Regions from separate parts of the Sus scrofa genome. Here regions 1 and 3 are each linked to region 2. A link is a contact called in public Hi-C and promoter capture Hi-C data. All regions are on one chromosome and are shown on one strand. The core of a region is the stretch at or near the end of the contact, and the rest is flanking DNA. Distances in the headings are between cores, read along the strand shown.

Region 1 (3,367 bases), core at 68-2,567, 110 kb before region 2:
ATCTTGGGAAGTTACCTGATTTCTTTGAGCCCTCGTTTGTCAAATAGGGATAATACATATGCCTACGGTTGTTAAAACTTAACAGCTTTAAGCATGAAAAGTGCATGTGGTCTGGACTCAATAAAATCTGCCTAATTATTATTACCATTGTTGTTGCAGCAGATCTATGCGGTGGCAAGCTGTGTCTGTTCGGAATTCTATGATGTGGTTTTGGCTCACTACCATGCCCCAGTGCCTGGCACCCAGTAGATTCTCAGGAAACGTTTCTGCAATGAACGCACATCGTCTGAGGCAGGGAGGGCATCTGGCAGACTTGGCCTCCGAACTTAGCTTCTGCCCTTCTTCCAAAAACCAGAGTCTGAAGCAGATTGTAACCCGGGACGTCCAGGCTCTCCTGAGCAGTGAGCTGAAACCCATCTTGCCCCCGAAGCCCCTGTGGGAGCTGCTGGAGGGCACCCCGCCTGAACGCGCATCTTTGTGTAAGCTACTCATTCCAAAGCCCTTGTTTTTCTGGTTTGCGGTTTATTTACTTAAGCATTTACAGCTCCCAGGAGCAGAGGGGCTGCTAGAAGCAGGGTCAGGACCGAGGTCGCGGTTTGTATTTATTTTCTGCTTCCCAATCCCAGCCCTGGCAAGTCAAAACTCGGTTCCTTTATTTGTACACCGAGAGGCTTAAGTTTCTATACCTCCTGCGGGGCGAGGAAAGACACATGCAGTTCGGGTTCAGGAAAGTGCTCTCTAGCCACTTGCCAGCGTCCCTGCTAGTGTTGCTCCCAGACTTAATTTTCTGTGCAAACCCGAACCGGGCGGAGCAGATTAAATAAAGACAACCTCGCGCCTTTAATCCTTGACCGCAAACACTGGCTTTTTCGTGCCCTGGATTTCTGAAATTCTTGGCTCTGGTACTCAAAGCGGGGGGAGGGTGGGTAACAGCTTGTAAAAACTTCCCAAAGCAGAAATCCGAGCTCCTCTCGCCCCTTGCTACCAGGGACACCTGGATTCTAGGGAAAGGGGACAGCCAAAGGAGGAGCGTCCCCAAGGGTTGGGGGCGCCCTCCAGGGGTAGTTTTGGGTCGCCGTCTCCAAGTCCAGCCAGCTCCCAGCACTGAACCGGGTTTGAAGCCTCGGCGCGGGGCAGGACGCCCCTCCCTGTCCCCGCGCGCGTCTATTTAGAGCTCAGCCCGGTAGCCCATGGGATTCTGGGACTTGTAGTTCGTCACCGCGGCCCCAGGCGCCGCCACGACCCTGGGCTCGGACTACATTGCCCAGGGAGCTTCCCGGCCTATATAAGCTGCCAGGAGCCGCTTCAAAGTGCAGTAACCATGTGGATGTGCTGCTGAAGCGTTTCCTCAAGCTTGCTGGGGTGGGAGGAGAGGAGGAGGAGGTGGTGGTGGTGGAGGAGGAGGCAGAGGGTGGAGAGAGAGAAAGCGCACGCCGAGAGGAGGTGTGGGTGTTCCGCTTCCATCCTAACGGAACGAGCTCCCTCTTCGCGGACATGGGATTACCCAGCAGCCGCTAACCCCTCTCCTCGCCCTGCTCCCCCAAACCGGCGTGGCTCCCCGGGCACCAAGGTAGAGGTTGGGGCCGGGCGGAGGGCGCGGGGAGTTGGTACTGTCCCCCCGGGCGCAGAAGTTTTTGCCTCGCTTTTTGGTAGTTCTTGGTGGATTTGCATGCACTTGCGTGCATTTGGGGGTTCTTTTACTGAGGACGTTTTGGGGGGGGGTTCATTTGAGGTTAAAAAAAAAATTCTCAACTCCATCGCCTGGCTTTGAGGACTACCCATTCTGGATTGGAATGGCATTCCCCCAAGTTGGAAACTGTTGCAGCAGCTGCAGGAAATAGTTTTTTTTTTTTTGGGGGGGGGGGCGTGGGGATGTCCTCTGTGAGTCCGCTCAAGGAAATAATCTTTCTTAAAATGTAGCCCTCCCTCGTGCTGCATGGTTGGGAGAATAATGCATTTGGGGGTCCCGGTGAAGAGGGTTTTAAAAAACGGAAGAAAACCCGAGGAGCGGTGAAGGACCAAGTGTGGACGAAGCTCACGCCCGATGAGGATGCGGGCTTCAGATACTTGGCCTTCGCTCCGGGAAACAAGTGCTTTGGGATCTGCCAAACACTTCCCTTAGTCTCAGATCTTCCCGGCACACTGGAAGTTTGTGCGTTCCTAGTCTCACTTATCAGTTACATATTAGAAACAAATAGGCGAAGTTACCTGTAACCTTCACCTCTTGATCCCACCAACACACCCGTCAAATTTGGCGGTGGCGGTGGCCCTGTGTGTGTGTATGTAGGTGGGAGGGGGTTTGTCCCTCCAGGAAAGAGCCTAAAGAAAGTGGAAGTGTGGAATTTGAGAATTTCTATTAGGGACTCATCATCAGCCAATCTTATATTCAGTCTTCTTTCTTAATATGCAGGAGCTGACTACAGAGGAACAGGACTCGCACCCCTGGCTGGGCGTGTTTTGGCAACAGAGTGCCTGACCTGGGTCAGGTAAGTGTGGAAGCCTTAGAGCTGTAGTCCATAATAAGTTTTTGTCCTAGCCTATTTTAAGTTCTCTCTAAAGAGCCATGGAGAAGGGGAGCAGGAAAGAAAGGGAAATTCCATGGCTCAGTCTCCAAAATTTGTCACCACCTTGGATGAGGGCTTTAGGGAGCTGATGATAACCAGGGGATGGTCCTGCCTAGGGCTTTTGGTCCTGGCTCAGAAGTGAAGCAGCCAGGTTTCTGACAGGAGGGAAGAAAAACCCTCACAACAACATTAAATGGAGCAGTACAAGGGATGCCCATTGGTGACCTGAGAACTGAACTTGCCAGGTGGTGTGCTGAAGATTTAAATTCTGAAGGATGCAGTGCATTTCATCTGCCAAGATATGTAAGCAAAAATTATCTGCCTGCCTCTTTCAAAAATAGTCACTTTCTTTTTTCTTACTGTGAATGGGTGTTTAATCAGGGTCGGTTTGCTTGCAAGAAATGAAAGTGGTTGCTGGCCAATTGAAAGAATTAGAACTTTAAAAAGGGAAGTTCTTGAAGCATAAGATAGTAGCCTCCAGCCCTTGACTTGAAGCCACTTGAATGTCAAGGAATCTGGTGGATCGCTATGGTTTAGATGCCTGTCCTGGGTTATTAGCTGAGAGCTGTTTATTTGTAAACAGAAGCAGCTCCTATGCCTTCCTCCCCCAGATGTTCAGACTGCAGTTGAATAGAGGGAGATTTTAACTGGTGCACATACATCCCCGTTGCTGCAGAATTGAGCATCAAAAGTTTTTTCTTCTGAAACGGTCAGGAACAGGATCAACAGATCCTTTGGGGGACTGGGTCTTCATGATCGCTTCTAAATATTTAGCTGTTCCCTGGGCTACAATCTTTGGGCTT
Region 2 (3,622 bases), core at 483-2,982:
CTCTCCCTGGCTTGGGTGAGATGCTCTTCTACTCTAAATAGCCTGGGGTTACCTGATGTTCCTGTTTGCCCAAGGATGCTCAGGGACCAAGTTTTATTGACATTGTGTCTCCAGTGCACAGATGCTTAAGAAATGTGTGTTGGATGAACGAGAAATCAAATCCGAGAGAAACTGTGTATGTTTCCTTCATGTGATGGTAGTTCTTCATGGCAGAAGGATTTTTCTAAGAGAATCTTGGGATGACCAACCCAGTAGCTCATGTAAATCTTTTCACACTAGATGTTCCAAATCTTCAGAAGGCCCTTTTTTAGAAGAGGTAACATATACTCAGAGGTTCACAGGTGCATTAATTTTCGAAATAGCTAGGACTATGCACAGTGAGATTTCATTTGCCTTGAGAGATACTGAAGAGATAGAGTTCTACACAGCAAGGTTTTAAACCTAAAGTCCATGATATTGGAGTTCCTGTTGTGGCTTAGTGGGTTAAGGACCTGACATTGTCTCTGTGAATAAGCAGGTTCGATTGCTGGCCTCCCTCAGTGGGTCAAGGACCCAGCATTGACACAAGCTGCTGTTTAGATCACAGATGTGGTTTGAATCTGGCATTGATGTGGCTGTGGTGTAGGCTGGCAGTTGCTGCTCCAATTCGACCCCTGGCCCAGGAACTTCCATGTGCCACAGGTATGGCCATAAAAAGAAAAAATAAACAAAAATCCATAATATTGTTTACTCTTCACAGATCTAACCTGAGCTGGGTATCGTCTCAAGTTTTTGTGCACTTCTGACTATTGTATTTCTTCTTTGACAAGTCCCTCCAGCTGTTTCCTTCTTTCCAGAACATACTGGTTTTTGAGATAGATTGGCAAATTTGACCAGATTATATATGTAACAGGCTTTTCTCCTTCTCTGCCTCCTTGTTTCTTTCTTTCTTCTTAAAGAAAAATAGCTTTGTTTTGAATTTTGTGAACACTTGATTGATTTTGGGGAAAGTTTTATGCTTGGAAATAAATGTAGATGATTTTGAAGACTTTTATTGTGCAAAAATTTAAGCCTGTATAGAGAGAATAATATAATAGTATGATGAACCTCCGTATATCCGGTACTCACCTTTACCTGTTACCAACTCATGGCAAATCTCGTGTCTATAAATACCCAGCTTTTCTGAAGCACATATCAGACATCATGGCATTTCATTACCAATTACATTTTTTTTAATTAATTAATTAATTTATTTATTTTCTTTTTGTCTTTTTTTTGTTGTTGTTGTTGTTGCTGTTGTTGCTATTTCTTGGGCCGCTCCCGTGGCATATGGAGGTTCCCAGGCTAGGGGTTGAATCGGAGCTGTAGCCACCGGCCTACGCCAGAGCCACAGCAACGCGTGATCCGAGCCGCGTCTGCAACCTACACCACAGCTCACGGCAACGCCGGATCGTTAACCCACTGAGCAAGGGCAGGGACCGAACCCGCAACCTCGTGGTTCCTAGTCGGATTCGTTAACCACTGCGCCACGACGGGAACTCCCCAATTACATTTTTTAAACCGCTGCCTATTAATGATTTAAAACTATTTGGACAGAATAGGGATTCAGTGGGGAAAAGCCTCCCTGGGTTATAGTCCCTTTGGGCATTGGACTTTGGGCCAGGGATTTCTCACTGCCCAGAATGTCCTGTGGTTAACAAATAGCAGTGGCCCTTTAGGGAGTCAGTGATGTCATCTCTTCCACCCTTCCTCCTGTCCGTCATGAGCCAGAGAACGCCCAGGCCGAACCCTGACAAAACAAAGCATGTTTTCCCAGTGACGGCTGTCAGACACTATTGTTAACCTTTTATAGAAGGGAAATTTTTTCTATTAGCATCAAGATCATCCTCCTTTCGGTGAGAACAGCTGCTTTTTAATTTTCTTCTTTCCTTAAGGTATTACGCACTCACATAAAGAAATGTACAAGCCTTAAATTTAAGCACTGCTTGATGAAGTTTTTGGTTTTTTTTTTTTTTGTCTCTTTAGGGTTGCACTCAGGGCATATGGAAATTCCCAGGCCTAGGGGTCAAATCAGAGCTGCAGCTGTCAGCCTATACCACAGCCACAGAAACACCAGATCCAAGTCACGCTGTGGCCTACTCCACAACTCACAGCAATGTGGGATCCTTTAACCACTGAGTGAGGCCAGGGATTGAACATGCATGCTCATGAATATTAGTCGGATTCTTAACCCACTGAGCCACAACAGCAACTCCCATTGATGAATTTTTAAATGCATTTATACTCACATGACTCCCACCAGAATGAGATAGGGGGACATTTCCAGCACCTCAGAAAGTGCCCCTTCCCAGCAAATATCTATCCAAAGGTAACCACTCTTCTGACTCTGTAGCTATAGATAAGCTTTGCCTATTCTTGTAGTCATGTGAATGGATTCATTCAGTGTAAATGGACTTTTTTTTAAATTGCTTTTGTTTCTTTCACTCAAAAGAATGTTTGTGAAATGCATCAATACTTTGCACTGCAGAGTAGCCTTCCAGCAATTTGTTTATCTAGTCTGTCTGAGCAGCTAATATTTGTTTGCTCCATGCCAGGATCTGTACTAGTTCTTTAAGCGAAGTAGTCTTTTAGGCTAGTTGGTGAGTTATTACTTGTGGTTATTGCCCTTTTATAGACAAGAAATAAAAACCTACAGAGATGAGATAATTTCCCCCAAGATCATTCACCTAACATAGGACAGAGCTGAGGTTTAAACCCAGGTATCCATATCTCCGTGCTTCCACCTTTGGGTTTTCTGTGACTTGTCTCACATGGACTATAAGCTTCCAAATACTTCATCAGGTTTTACTTGGAGGCTTTCTAGAGTAAGACATGTGGACACAGAGAGCTTTAGGAACCTGGTTGTGGCTGCTCAGCTAGTGAGGGGTGGAGCGAGAGCAGGAACCAGGGTTTCCAGATTCCTTGCCCCACTCTTATTTTGGCATTTGTTTATTTCCATTGCCAGCAGAGTGCAACATGTTTTATTACTCTACAGGTCAGCTCAGACTTCTGGTCACAAACAACAGAAACTGACTAACTTAAGCCAAAGAGGAAACAGTCAGAAGAGTGTCAGTCATTCACAGAGTCAGGAAGGCAGCTGGGAACCAGGCTCAGGTGTGGGGAGGCAACTCTGGGCATTTCTTCTGGACGTCCGGCCCTGCTCCCCCAACATGGGTCTTTGCATCTATCTGCCTGTCTAGGTGCGAGGGCCAGTGCAGAGGCTCCAACCGTCCAGGCAGATACCTGTGTTCAGGTTGTGTCTAGAAGGAATTTCTGGTCCCTTTTTGTCTCTCACAATGGGAAGAGACCTTGTCTCCCTGATTTTTTACTTCTGTGGGTTCAAATTGACTATATTCAATAATCCTTGTGAAAAGATGAATCAATATTTATTGGCCAGGCTAAAGTAGGTCAAAAGGGAAGTTTCTACCTCCATTTCTGGTTTTTTCATGTGTTTGTCAATGACAGTCCTGAAACCAGGAAAGATGATGGAAGCACAGGATAACAACCTTGAATTTTCAACTCAGAAAAAGTATCTGGTCACCTAAGGGGGAAAAAATTACCTTGTTGTCCTTTGTCTCTGAGAAACAGTATCTGCGGAGTTCCC
Region 3 (3,172 bases), core at 64-2,563, 86 kb before region 2:
TTGGCGCCAGCTCTCTTTTTCCCTTCGGTGATTCCCTAGTCACTGTGAGTGACACCGGAGCCCTGGATACAGCTGCAAGAGGTTCTCAGGCACAAATGGTCCAGGATCAGATGAAGAAGCAGGCTCTCCCACCCTGCTTCTGGACAACAGGAAGTCTTCCAGAAGAAGGCTCACAGGCTGACTTTCCACCTCCTCCCCTCTAGGCCCCAAAGGCCTCTGCTGTTGACCTTTTACTTCCAGGGCATCACTGATGATTATACCCGAACCCCCCCCCCCCCCAGTCCTCCTTCCCTTGTCCTCCACTTGACTAAGTGTAGATGAAGAGAAGCCTCAAAATGTTTCCAGCCAGACCAGGAAGGTTTCTGCCTCGTCCTTTGTGAGGATGATTATTTTTTGAGATGCTAGGGAAGAATCTGTCCCTGTTTCTGCCCTTTTAAAAATTAGGACCCCTAGCAGATTGCTCAGTGGAAGATCATTAACTGTGGTTGATGTGTTGGTCTCTGTTTTCAGGGGGAAATGTAAAATATGCCTAGAGTTTATTTGTTCAACGTTCTGCTTACTAAGCATGTTGGTTAAGCATTTTTTCTTTTGCCCTAACTTACAAAAATGTTATGTGGCCACAGTAGAAAAATGAGGAAATAGTGAAGTAGAAAAATTAGCCAATTGAATTCTGCATAAAAAAGAAAAACAGTTCTCCATAATCTTGTCACTTAGAGAATAAGAATGGAGAACATTTTAATCCACCTCCCAGGGATCACCATTGATGAGCAGCTCTGTTTACCAGTCATGTAGACCAGGGTTATAATCCTGGCCCAGGGTTATAACTTTACTAGTTATGCATGATTTGGGCATGTCAACCTCTTTGTCACTCAGTTTCCCAATAGAATGGGAAAAACGGTGGTGTCTGCCTCATGCTGTGGTCCTGAGGATTTAGGAAGAGAACAAATGCCTACAATGGTAGGCATGGTAATGCTTGCCAAAGTTTAGCTATTATTATTAGAATGGTCACAGTGCACAACCTTGCTTCATGGGCATGGCGTCCAGGCATCTATTGCAATTATCAGCTGTAGGCAGTGTTGAGTATGTCATGCTTTGTCATTCGGAAACACTAAATTGTGTCCACTTCTTCCCATTAAGGGCCTGAAAACTTTTAGTAAGGTAACTGGGTGGTGATGAAAGATCAGAGAATATTGGTCATGCTGCTGTTTCCTGGCCTGGTCCCCAGTGGGGACAAACACACATTCGAAGGGCCACCCAAAAGGAGAGAGCCAGTCACAGTAGATAAGGCCTCTTGCCCTCTTGCCTGAGCACGTCCCTGCTCTCCTGCATTCAGCAGCTCCCTGTGTCTTCCTGGGAGGTCAAAGTGTACAGTTACAAATTTGGTCAGACTCCATTCAAACAGCACTTGTTTTCCAGTAATCAGTCCCAGAAGTACACTGACTTCCTGACCCTTTTAGATAAGGCTTTTAAATATAAGCACATAAGGGAAATATTAATGCCCATAGTGGTTTTCATTTGTGCAGCTTTTTGGGATGTTGCTGAAAAAATTGGTTTGCCTTTGCATATAAAATATCCAGTTAGGAAGAAATGACAGGATGATAGGCTGGATTCTGGAGAGGGAACTTGACAAACTGTTACTTATTATTTGTGCATGGTATTTGCATTTCTTTCCCCAAGGGCTAGAGGTGGCAGCTCTTCTCTTTTGAGAGTTTGTGTTCTGTCTCTCTGAAAGTTCATGTTCAATGGAATGCTTTTTATCTCTCTTGCAACATCTTGGTTGTTGGAGGGCTAAATTAGTTTTTCCTTGCTGTTTCTCATGAGCAGTGAACTGAGGTTCTTTAATGGTCTGTGTTCAGCACCTGGCACTCCTGCTAAGGTGGGAGAAATGCTTCCTGAGGCTTCCTGCTGATCCCTGTGGCATAATTCTTCTGCAAAGAAAACTTGGCACCCAGAAAGCAATTTCAGGAGATAATACTTTCCTATGCCATTCCAACTCTTGTGTCTTTGCGGGGTAAATACGTCCTGGCAGGGGAACTTGAGTGAAGAGATGGGCAACTGGAGGATCTGGGTTTGGAGGACAGGTCTTGGGAAGACCCAGGTGACCCTGAATGTCTATTACTAGGTGCCTGAGGATACAATGGGGAGTTTCTGCATCCACACGAGCACACACTCTTCCCACACAACTGAGCTTGTTTTTTAAATGTCAGTTTTGTTTTTTACAATTGGCTCCCACTCCTCAATATTTATGGCCCCGATGAAAGCTGTTTCTATGAGTCATGACAATATTTTTGTTGATATTTGTGTGTGTGTGTAATGATTACTGAGCTGTGTAGAGATTTCCTGAATTTAAGAGTGTTTTCTGGGCCTGCCCCTAACTACCTGTGTGTGTTCCTGACCAAGGTTCATAAACAACCTCAGCCATATTATTCTTACCTGCATTGGGAAGGGATTGGATCAGGTGCTAAGATTCTTCCTCTGCAAGTATTTTTTGGTTAAGGATGAGGAGGAAAGACACTGAAATAACATTTGGGGGAAGTGTGGAGAGCTGTTGAATTCTTAAAAGACTGCTTGAACTTTGTGGTATTTATTACTAGGTTTCCTCTTATTAATTTCATTTTGTTGCTTTGGCACCTCAGGCCAGGCACTACCAGACTCAAGTTTTATACCAGGTGTTTCCTTCTGACTGAACATTCCCTGAGGCAGATTGAATATGTTAATGTTTCATAAGTCAGACTTTCCAGCTCCTAATCACTGCAAAGTTCTTGGCCAACTTCCCTGCTGTCTTTATAGCCACTGTTTATTATCGAAGGTCCTCAACTTGGAGAATTGCATTTAAGCGTGGTTTTGTTAGAAACATGCATTACTGTGGTTGGAACATCCTGAAATTAAAGGATATATGGAAAAAAAATGTTGTTGCATATGTCCTGCTTGGCTCAGTGAATCTCCTGTCTGTCATAACTCTGATTTAAATTTGACTTTTAAGTAGGATGCTTTGAAAAATTGAGCTAAGCCAATTCTCAGTGACTTTTTTTCTTTCCCTCTGAACATTTCTTTCCTTCTAATACTGTTGCATATTTTACTTTGTCTAGGATTCTCAGGAAAGACATGTCTGACAAGATGTCTAGTTTCCTCCATATCGGAGACATTTGTTCTCTGTACGCCGAGGGATCGA

What was found. Promoter capture Hi-C pulls out the DNA fragments that hold promoters and counts their contacts. Hi-C and Micro-C count contacts between places; a contact is called where the count stands out from the background.
Region 1: a contact with region 2 is called in a promoter capture Hi-C map of liver, with 4 times the contacts expected there. The contact joins the promoter of ITPR1 here to the enhancer-like site in region 2. A contact is called at or near these places in 2 of 5 promoter capture datasets (fetal liver and liver), 4 of 47 Hi-C or Micro-C datasets (alveolar macrophages, embryonic fibroblasts, liver and 1 more) and 1 of 2 datasets of contacts at active chromatin or transcription factors (skeletal muscle).
Region 3: a Hi-C map of liver shows a contact between it and region 2, with 3 times the contacts expected there. The contact joins two enhancer-like sites. A contact is called at or near these places in 4 of 47 Hi-C or Micro-C datasets (embryonic fibroblasts, liver and skeletal muscle).

Annotation. Positions count from the first base shown.
Region 1 is chr13:61,066,814-61,070,180 of Sscrofa11.1, forward strand. ITPR1 (inositol 1,4,5-trisphosphate receptor type 1) reads left to right here and starts at 1,318. Exons shown (of 59, transcript XM_021069282.1): 1 at 1,318-1,570; 2 at 2,411-2,486.
Region 2 is chr13:61,175,444-61,179,065 of Sscrofa11.1, forward strand. The region is part of intron 4 of ITPR1 (inositol 1,4,5-trisphosphate receptor type 1); the gene reads left to right. Among named protein-coding and RNA genes, the nearest start is that of ITPR1, 110 kb to the left of the region's middle. Within about 2 kb of position 1,733, at least 6 of the 83 cell types and tissues checked have an H3K27ac peak or open chromatin away from gene starts, as enhancers often do. A contact at or near this core is called in fetal liver and liver, where this site is marked.
Region 3 is chr13:61,089,373-61,092,544 of Sscrofa11.1, forward strand. ITPR1 (inositol 1,4,5-trisphosphate receptor type 1) reads left to right here. Exons shown (of 59, transcript XM_021069282.1): 3 at 3,090-3,172. The coding sequence starts at 3,106. Among named protein-coding and RNA genes, the nearest start is that of ITPR1, 23 kb to the left of the region's middle. Within about 2 kb of position 1,314, at least 7 of the 83 cell types and tissues checked have an H3K27ac peak or open chromatin away from gene starts, as enhancers often do. A contact at or near this core is called in liver, where this site is marked.